Regions from separate parts of the Sus scrofa genome. Here region 2 is linked to region 1. The links are chromatin contacts, called in public Hi-C maps. All regions are on one chromosome and are shown on one strand. Each heading gives the region's core, a stretch centred on a gene start, on an enhancer-like site or on the middle of the called end of the contact. The rest is flanking DNA. Distances are from core to core; before and after follow the strand shown.

What was found. Hi-C and Micro-C count contacts between places; a contact is called where the count stands out from the background.
Region 2: a contact with region 1 is called in a Hi-C map of epiblast stem cells, with 1.9 times the contacts expected there. The contact joins the promoter of CDX2 here to the promoter of PDX1 in region 1. A contact is called at or near these places in 5 of 47 Hi-C or Micro-C datasets (blood, brain, embryonic fibroblasts and 2 more).

What each region holds. Positions count from the first base shown.
Region 1 is chr11:5,301,274-5,305,916 of Sscrofa11.1, forward strand. PDX1 (pancreatic and duodenal homeobox 1) reads left to right here and starts at 2,336. Exons shown (of 2, transcript NM_001141984.2): 1 at 2,336-2,921. The coding sequence starts at 2,513.
Region 2 is chr11:5,343,529-5,348,171 of Sscrofa11.1, forward strand. It overlaps CDX2 (caudal type homeobox 2), which reads right to left and starts at 2,553. Exons shown (of 4, transcript NM_001278769.1): 1 at 2,207-2,553; 2 at 1,990-2,204. The coding sequence starts at 2,529.

The DNA.
Region 1 (4,643 bases), core at 1,086-3,585:
ATTATAAGCAGCCAATCCCCAAACCCTCTTCGTTTGGTCCCACCTAATAATCATGACAGCAAATGGCTGTGTGACCTCGGGTTCCCGGGCCACTTCTTCAGGTAGCCAGCAGGGCAAAAGGCCCCTTGTGAGCGTGGGAGGGTCTGCACAGGACACCCTCAGCCGCCCCCCTCCCCCACCCCCGCCGCACATTTTGTGCCCCCCCCCAGCCACATTTTGTTGTTATTGTTCAGCCTGGGGTTCCCGGATTTTGCTTTCTGCTGAGTGCCTCTTCTTTCTGCAGGGCCGAGCAAAATTATTAAATGGGAGCAAATGAAGCATCGAAATGGAGACCAATTTACCGAAACGTGCAATTAGACGAGAAGTGCAAAGTAAACACGGGGAGGGGGGAGGAGGGGAGGGCGAGGCGCGGCTGCAGCGGAGGGGGAGGAGGGGGCTGCAACCGAGGCCGGGGAGAGGGGCTGCTGAGCGGCCAAGGGGGCGGAAGAGGGGGGAGGGGGAAGGTGGCCGATCTTTGTCCCAAGCCGAGCTGCGGCCCGCTCATAACCGCGTCGCCAAGTCAACCCGCCGCGGCTCGGCACATTATCTCCCAGGGTCAACACGCCGCGGCCCGGCAACCCCCTTGGGCCCTGCCCTCCTGATCGATGTGGTCACTCGCGGCGGGTGATAGCGCGGGTCCTCCGCGGACGCCGCGAACAATGGACTCATTGAGAGATTAGGTGCGGGTCCCAGGCTTTCGCACCCCGGCCCCCGAGGACCGCAGGTGGCCCTTTTCCCTGACGAGATCGCCGGGTCTCCCCCCACCGTCCGTCCGCCGCTCTCGCTCTCGACCTGCCCTGCTTCGGGAGCCGGCGCCCCCACGAGCCCCGGAGCCGCGCGCGCCCACCCCCCGCGCGGACCCCAACACGGATGTTGGCGGCACCAGCATCTTACCGGAGGAGGACTCTGCAGAGACGTCCTGATTCCCAAGTAGCTTTTGCTTTTTAATGAAAAGGAGGCGTATTTCCGAGGAGCCCGCTCAATCCGTACACAGACGACGGGTCCTTCCACCGGGGGAAAAAAATATATTAAAATCTACCTCGCAAAAGACTGGATACAGTCTGCAGGTTAGGGAGGTCAGTGGGGCGATTTCTCGTGCTGGTTCCTTGTGGTTCACGCTCCCTCTGGCCCAGGCTCTTCTGCAAACTCGCTCAGGTTGTCTAAAACCCTCGTGGCGGTTCGCGGACTGTGGTCATTTCGGCGTGACCAGTCGGCCGCGTTGGTCCTGTCCCGGGATTAGATGCCGCCGCGCCCCGGAAGAGGCCCCATCTGCACCTCTGGGTTCCAAAAAGCGTCTCTATTTAGCGAGGATGCCCAGAGTGCCCAGAAGTTACCAGCATCAGTGGCAGCCCAACACGGATGTTGTAATTTAAAAAAACGCAGGGCTTTTCCTTCTTTTCCCGAACATTGCTTCTCCCCCAGGCCTGCCTTGGTTGAGCCAGACACGGGAGTCAACGTCCTGCAGCTGACAGACTCCAGCGAGGTCCCGGATCCGTGGGGAGCCATCAAGAAGGATCTGGAAACCTGTGCCCAGCCCTCGCCCCTGCCTCCCGGCCACAGAAGAGGACGCTACTTCTCTGCCCCCTTGCCCCAGTAGCAAACTGCACTCTGAGGTGGCCGAACGAGCCCCAGCGTCCCCAAATCAAAATTAATAATGCTTTTCAATTAAAAAAAAAAGCCAAAAATCCATTGGGAATGCTTCTGAAGTTAGAGTTTACACTCCGGAAATCCCCCAGAGCAAACCACAGACAAAAACATAATGCGAACGCTGGATCACTCGTGGTTGTGTATAAACATAAATAAAATAGAACCAACTGCTTCTGACCTGTAGAGCTGGGGTCTGCAGAAAGTTTTGATCGTGTCCCCTAACAGTGTTTTTGTTTTTTTGTTTGTTTTGTTTTTTTTAGTTTGGGTACAATCTTGACATGTGCCTATTTCTCAATTATATTACTGAACCGATATGCACAATTTTTTTCTAAGCATTTTCTCTCGTTTATTGAAATCGCTGGTTAGAGGAGATTCGCAAGCCCTTGTTTTGCGACAATATGCACATTATCAAATGTACAAACAACACAGACCGTTTAAAGGATGACAAAAGTATGTTTCTATACATGAATAGAAGTCCAAATATTTTCCCCGCATGTCCCACTTTGGCAAGTACTGCCAACTGCACATGCAGGGGTGAGCAGTAAACTCAGCTGAGAGAGAATACTGAAACCTTCAGGTGGGTACCTGGGCCTGGCTTCTTAAGGCAGCCAGCCAGGCCAATAATGGCCTCGGGCTGAGCCACGTGGGGCACAGCGGAGCCTATGGCGTGGCAGCCGCCCGCCCGTCCCCGCCGGCAGCAGGTTCCCTCTGCCAGCGCTGCGGAGCTGTCAAAGCAGCAGGGGTGGCGCCGGGAGCGGGAGCGCCGCACAGCTCCAGGTCCCCGGCTCCAGCTCCCTGCAGGGGTCCCCAAGCCCTGGCGGCAGTCATGAATGGCGAGGAGCAGTACTACGCGGCCACGCAGCTCTACAAGGACCCCTGCGCCTTCCAGCGGGGCCCGGCGCCAGAGTTCAGCGCCAGCCCCCCTGCGTGCCTGTACATGGGCCGCCAGCCCCCGCCGCCGCCGCCGCCGCCTCCGTTCGCCGGCGCCCTGGGCGCGCTGGAGCAGGGCGGCCCCCCGGACATCTCCCCGTACGAGGTGCCCCCGCTCGCCGACGACCCGGCGGTGGCGCACCTCCACCACCACCTCCCGGCTCAGCTGGCACTCCCGCACCCGCCCGCCGGGCCCTTCCCGGATGGAGCCGAGCCAGGAGCCCTGGAGGAGCCCGGCCGCGTCCAGCCGCCTTTCCCGTGGATGAAGTCTACCAAGGCTCACGCGTGGAAAGGCCAGTGGGCAGGTAAGCCTGGCTCCCCGTCCCCTTTGTCCTCACCCGCTCTCGGCCTGGCTGCCTCTACCTTCCAGCGCTTCCCAGGGCCCCTCCCCAGCCCCTGTGGATAAGGCAGAGTCGGACTAAAGCATACCGGAACCTAGCAAGGCCATTCTGCACAGAAGCACTTCTCTGGCCCCAGCTTGGAGTGTCTTTCCACTCAGCTCTCCTCCTAGGAGCTTAGGCTCCTTCCTTTCCTGATACGCTGAACTCCAGGAGCCTGCGCGCTCCCTGCAAATCTAGGCCTGATGAGGCTCAAGGCTCGGGACCCTCCAATTCTCCTCCAGCAGGGAGGTCCGCCCGCCCAAGGCCCCCAGAATTGCACACCGAGGGAGCCGAGTAGGGCTCTGGGATGCTCCCTACCCGGCCAGAGCGTGCCTTCAGAGCCCCAGGCCCCTTTTTTCCTGAGCAAAGCAGCTCGAGTAAAGAAAGCCAGGCCGACTCGGGGGCACCAGGTTGGTGCAGAAAATCAGGGGAGGAAAACTGCACCCAAGCCTGCAAAGATGTCTAGAGGCCAGGGCCAGGGGTGGGGTGGGGTAGGGGGCTCACCGCCAGACCGAGGACTGGCCGCTCACCCTCGACGCTGGCAGCTGGGAGAGGCGTCTGCGATGCTAATTCACTTTCGAACAAACAAAAGTGTCTGAAGGGCCCTCCCCACGCTGCTTCCCAGCGTGTCGGTTTGAGCAGGAAGGTGTCCTCTTTGCACAGGCGGCTCAGGGCGGCCCCAGGCACCGGCACGTAAGGAAAGGTCTTCCCGGAGCAGGGGCCGGAGGCGCAGACGCTGAGCGGCCCCCAGGTCCCTTCTCGGCCCGTGCCTGCGGCGAGTTGCTGCGCGGCCTGTGCTGCTGCCGCTACACAATGTTATCGCTTCCGTGCCGAAGCCACTTCTCGTCACACCTGCACTGCAAATAGTTGACTTTTCTTTCCAACTAACAGTCGGGAGTTTGGGAAAGAGGCTGGAGCGGCCCCCAGTCTGCCAGGTCTGGCTGGCCTGCCTGGCCCTGACCCTGACCCAGGCGCAGCCAAGCGGGGCTTCGGCGGGCCCGGGGCTCGCCTCTCCCCACTTTCTCATGAAGGCTGTGTGGGGCAGGACAGGGTCCCAACTTGGGCCACGATCTCCCCCCACCTCCGGCCGCACCCCAGGCCCAGGGGGGGCTCAGGGTGCAGCGAGGCGCCCTCATCCAGCCCGCGCGGCCGGGGCCAAAGACCTCGGAGTCCTAGGAAATGCGAAATTCTTGGGAGGCGGAAGAATAGCGTCTCTGGACGGGGCGCAGGGCTCTGAGTCGGGAGCTTCCTGCCAGGAGCTGCCTCCCTCCGCGGCCCCCTTCCCGCACTAGGAGCGCGTCTCCCGAATTCCCAGCCCTCCTTGCAGCTTCTTGAGAAAAAAGTCGATGGACGTTCTGAAATCAGAGCCCTTCTGAGGTGGGAGAACTTCCCTACCTCCCGGGTGTGTTCCTTCTGCCCTGGCGGAGCCTAAGTTCAGGCAGGGGGACAGAAGGAGCCAGAAACTAAGGAAAATCGGCAGACTTGCCGGGGGAAGGGGGAGACCTGGAAGGCTGGGGTCAGAGAGGCCCTTGCCTGCACCCTCTGACCCAGAGCACCCCCACCCCCGTGGGAAGCATCCATACGCCCAGGCCAGGTGCCTGTAGGATGCTGCTTCAGTCTGGATGGCCCGTCCTGGAAACGTGGGAA
Region 2 (4,643 bases), core at 1,303-3,802, 42 kb after region 1:
GCCCCTTTTTACAGATGAGGAAATTGAGACTCAGACGAAGTCACGCAGAAGTCCAAGGCGGGGCTGCCACGGGAGCCACGTCGGAGCCGCCAAAGACACCTCCGGGGCTGGAGAGCCGGGCGCAAAGGACTTCTGCGAGCCCAACTCTCCAGGAGCGATTCTCGCCTTGGGGTCCTTGGGAGCAGCTCCGGCCCCGGGGCTGCCCTTTCCGTCTCCCGGAGGGACCGGGGGACGCGGTGACCAGGACCCCTGCGCGCTCTGCAGCCCGCGCCCCCGGGGCCTCGGAGGCGCCCCGCACCCCCTGGGAACCTAGGAGGGGGCTGGAGGAGGGGAGAGATGAGAGGGACTTGTCAGAATTCATTATTGACTGCGAAAGTCACCACCCTCTTTCCGGGGCCCTAAAAGAGACAATGGCAGGGCTGGGAAGGTGTATATCAAAGCGGGCCGGGCCGGGTACCACCCCCCTCGCCCCTTGACAGATGACGCTCCGCAGAGGAGCCGGGCTCGGGCCCGCGGGCCGCGGCCTCCCGACATTAACATCACAAGGGCGCCCGGCGCCGACTGCGGCCTTGCCACCTCGTCGCGGGACATCACAGCGGCCTCTCATCTGCTGACCCCGCGGCCTGGGCTCCTGGGGCTCCCCTCCCTCTCCCCCCGCCGGGCCCCTGATCCGCGGCCACTCGCCCGCGACGCGCCAAAGGTCCCCCTTAGGCAGCCCCGGGGCCCCGCCAACTGCACCCCAGGCAGGCTCCGTAGAAAAGAGCCTTCCCTGAGAGCGCGCTCTGTACAGGCGAGGGCGCCTCTTCTTGGGGACGGGACCGAGCCGAGGCTGCCGGTCCTCGGCGCTGAGGCCTTCTCCCCGGGCGGCCGCACTTCCCACCTCGTCGGTCCCCGGCATGTGCCCAGTGACGCAAATCCCGATGCCCAGAGACAGCCCCCAACGGCTGCTCTGATTTATACGGCTGTAATTGGCTATAAACGCTGCAAAGTGGCCATAACCTGCAAGCCGGCCGGGCTTGGGCCAGAGAGGAGGGAAGAGAAAAAAGCGGAAGTGCCGAGGGCTGGGAAAGTCTTCGTGGAGGAAAAGGGGAGCCAAGCGAACTCTCCCACCACACCTACTGAACTTCCTTCCCACTTTGACACACATTCCCACACTCGGAACCTCTGAGCCCCCACAGCTCGGCAAACCCAAGATCTTTGCAGAGACACCTCTGGCACAATCTTCTTGAACGTACACACGCCTACACACACACACACACACACGCGGACCCTGGAAGGGAGGGTTCCATGATCCCTGACTGGAGCAGCAGCTGAATCCCCACCACGACCCGCTGCTTTTCTCCCTCTGCAGACACGAAGGGACTCCCCGGGTGTCTTGTCCCAGCCCTCGGCTGTTGATTGAAGTATCCCTTTGCAGATCAAAGGTTCCAAGACCTCGGCGCCCCCCTTCCCTACTTAGCTCCTGGGGCCAACACCTTCTTTCCAGCTACAGCAGCTTTGCCGGCTACGCGCTCGAGTTCCGCTCCCTAGAGTTGGCCCGAACGGCCAAACCTGGTCCCACGCGCGGCCCCAGGCCACCACTCTTCCCGAGGGGCTCGGACAGGGAAGGAGGACGTGCCCGGAGGGTCGAGAGAGCCCGGCCTGGTGAAGTTCGAGGGAGGCCGCGCACCAAGCGAGCGCGAGCGGCTCTACGTGGGAAGGGCGATTCGGCTCCGGTGCAGCCGCCCGCGACATTCCCGGGAGCCTCCCGAGAGTGTAAGGACTTGGGAACGAGACGGCTGCACAGAGGAAGCCTCTCCTCGGCCCCGAACCGAGCGCGGCTCGAGGGACCGAAATGTCCACTCCTGACCCCCCCCCCGCAGCTGGAGAAGCCTCGGGGGGCCGGAGCCCCCAGACGTTGTCGCTCCGCCCCGCCCCCTGGCGCGGAGTCCCCAGACCCGCCGGGGACACGCGCCGCGCCTTCCCCGGGCGCCCGCCGCCGCCACTTACCTTGGCTGCCGAGCGACGGCTGCGCGGGCTTCCGCATCCACTCGCACAGGTTCCGCCGCTGGCCGCCGGGGGACAGCTGCTCGGCGGCGGCGGTGGCGGCGGGCCCGGGAGGGCCGGGGTTGAGCGTCTGCAGCAAGCCCGAGGCGCAGGAGGGCGCGGCGGCCGGGTGGTGCGGGTGGTGGTGCGGGTGGTGGTGCGGGTGGTAGTCGGCGGGGTGCTGTAGCCCATGGCGGCGGCCGGGGAGCCCCCGTTGAGGCCGTGAGCCACGGCGTTGGCGGCGGCCGCCGCGCCCCCCGGCGCGTAGCCGTTCCAGTCCTCGCGGAGCGGGGCGCCGTACGCGGCCGGCCAGGACGGCCCCGGGGACTGCGCGCTGTCCAAGTTCGCGGCGGCGGCGGCCGCGGCCGCCACATGGTAGCCGCCGTAGTCCGGGTACTGCGGGGGGCTCACGAAGTTCTGCGGGGCCAGGTTGAGGCCGCCGGAGTGGCGCACGGAGCTGGGATACATGCTCACGTCCTTGTCCAGGAGGTAGCTCACGTACATGGTGGCGAGGTCCCGACGGCAAACCTCACCATGCTGCCTGGGGACCCACGCTGGAGGCTGCCGCGGGCCGCGCCGGGGAAGGGGCGAGGGGGCGCGGGAGCGGCGGGTGGCTGCGCCCCAGAGCGCGCTGCTGCGCCGGCTCCTCGCGGCGCTTCTGCCTCTGAGGCGGTCCCTCCCTCTGGCCTGCCTCGTCCCGCCCTCCCTCCCTCTCTTTCTTCCTTCTTTCCTCCCACCTCCTTCCCACTAGGCTGCAGAGGCGGGGAAGACCCGCCACAGGCTGGCGTGCGGAGCCCCAGGCCGGCGGCCTTACGTGATTAACGAGTGTTTACAAGACTCTTATTAGTAATGACACAGACACCAATGGCTGGAGACGTCGAGGCGCAGCGCGCGCACGGCGCACACCCCCCCGAAACATGATTTGCATTTTAAAAGATGGGGGGGGGCGCTCGCGAGAGGGCAGCGACCCATCACAGCTAAATATTCAAACCTTTATTGTTAAGAGCTTCCTCCTTCCAACCTTGGTGCACTTTAACCTCCAATCACAGGTTCAAAGAATGAAATCAAGAGACTTGCAAAAGAGAGGGGGAAAGAGCTATCTTGGTGGGAATCTGGGTTTGGAGACTCAGGAGTCGTGTTTATGCATTTGCAGGGAAGGGTGGGGGTGGTGGTGGTCTAGAAGCTTCTTCCATCCCAAAGAGAAAAGAAAAGCGAAGCCGTTGCTTTGATGACAACGTTTCTGGCCAACCCGGGGAGGTGACGAGTTGAGCCTGGAGAAATGGGCCCGGTTCCTTCCCGCCCTGCGCCCCGCGCCAGAACGACGGTGCGCCCCCAACAACTGTCACCGTTCATCATTTATGTCCTGCCCCGAGGAAGCCGCTCGCCCTCCACACGAGATAAATTAAGACCCTAGTCGCAGGTTGCATCTCCGAGTTCACTTCACATTGAGATTTAAGTTAAAACAATTCATTTTTTAAAAAGCATTTATACTCAAGATTCAAAAGTCTTAACTGCAAACCAAGAAGCGGGTGGTAGAAGCCAGGCTAGCAAAGAGTAGTAATCGCTGCAGACCTGGTGCTGTTTCTTCAGCAGGGTGCTGTTTCCACGGTGTGTTTGTTGTTTGTGAAAATTAAGAGTTACCCTTATACATTTATTATACTTAAATACTCGGTTAAAAATCAAGGAAAAGGAAATTTAGAATTTCTGCTCCTATGCCGCTGGGTATTTATATGTCATACATCACACCTATTACTTAAAAACACGTTCTCATTTGCAAAGTAAAACCTTCTCCGGAGAAAATTCTTTTTCATCTGCAGGGGATGGGAAGGGAACCCCGAGCCGTACACTAAGGATGGCTGCTTCAGAAACGCCCCAGTGGGAAGGGGTTTTGTGTCCCAGGCGCCGGGGCTGAAAGTGGCCGCTCCGGGGACCTGGGATCCGCGGCCTGGCTCCGCGGGAGGACAGGAGCGCAGGGCGGCCAGATTCCATTTCCGCAGGCGCCCGTCTCAGTTGAGCGACCGCGAGGAGTGGGCCTGCGGTCGCCGACTGCCTTCTGCCCTGAGCCCAGACCTCTGCCAGACTCAGATTTGAGAGGCGCAGCGGCCAGGGCGGCGGAGGGGCAGGCTGGCTGGGGCCGGGGGTGGGGGGGACCCTTTGAGCACCGTCGGACCCAGCGGGCGCTGCTGCTCTCCTCCAGATCTGCCCTTGTCGGTTCTCACTGTCCAGCGCTCTCTGGCATTTGTCACTTCGTCTTGTCATCTCTGGAGCGTCTTCCAGTGCCCTTTATCTCCCTGGATGGGGAAGAAAGCAGGAGTTGCACCGGCTCCGTTTTGCAGATGTGACACCCACCCGCTGCGGACGCAGAGGCCCGGCCCAGGCAGGATCAGCACTGCCCCTGTCCTGCTGGCTGGTTCCTCGCTTAAGGAAGAAGGTTTCAAAATTGGGGGCTGGGGGCGGGATGGTGGGGGAGATCGAACTGGGCAGTTGACTGGGGGAGACTGGAGCAGATCAACCAGAAGGATGCCCCCCCCACACACACCTGGACAGCTGAGTGTCGTCGCACCTCTAGAGAAATATGATAGGAAAGAAACTGCAAACCCCATTAGCCGCCACATCAC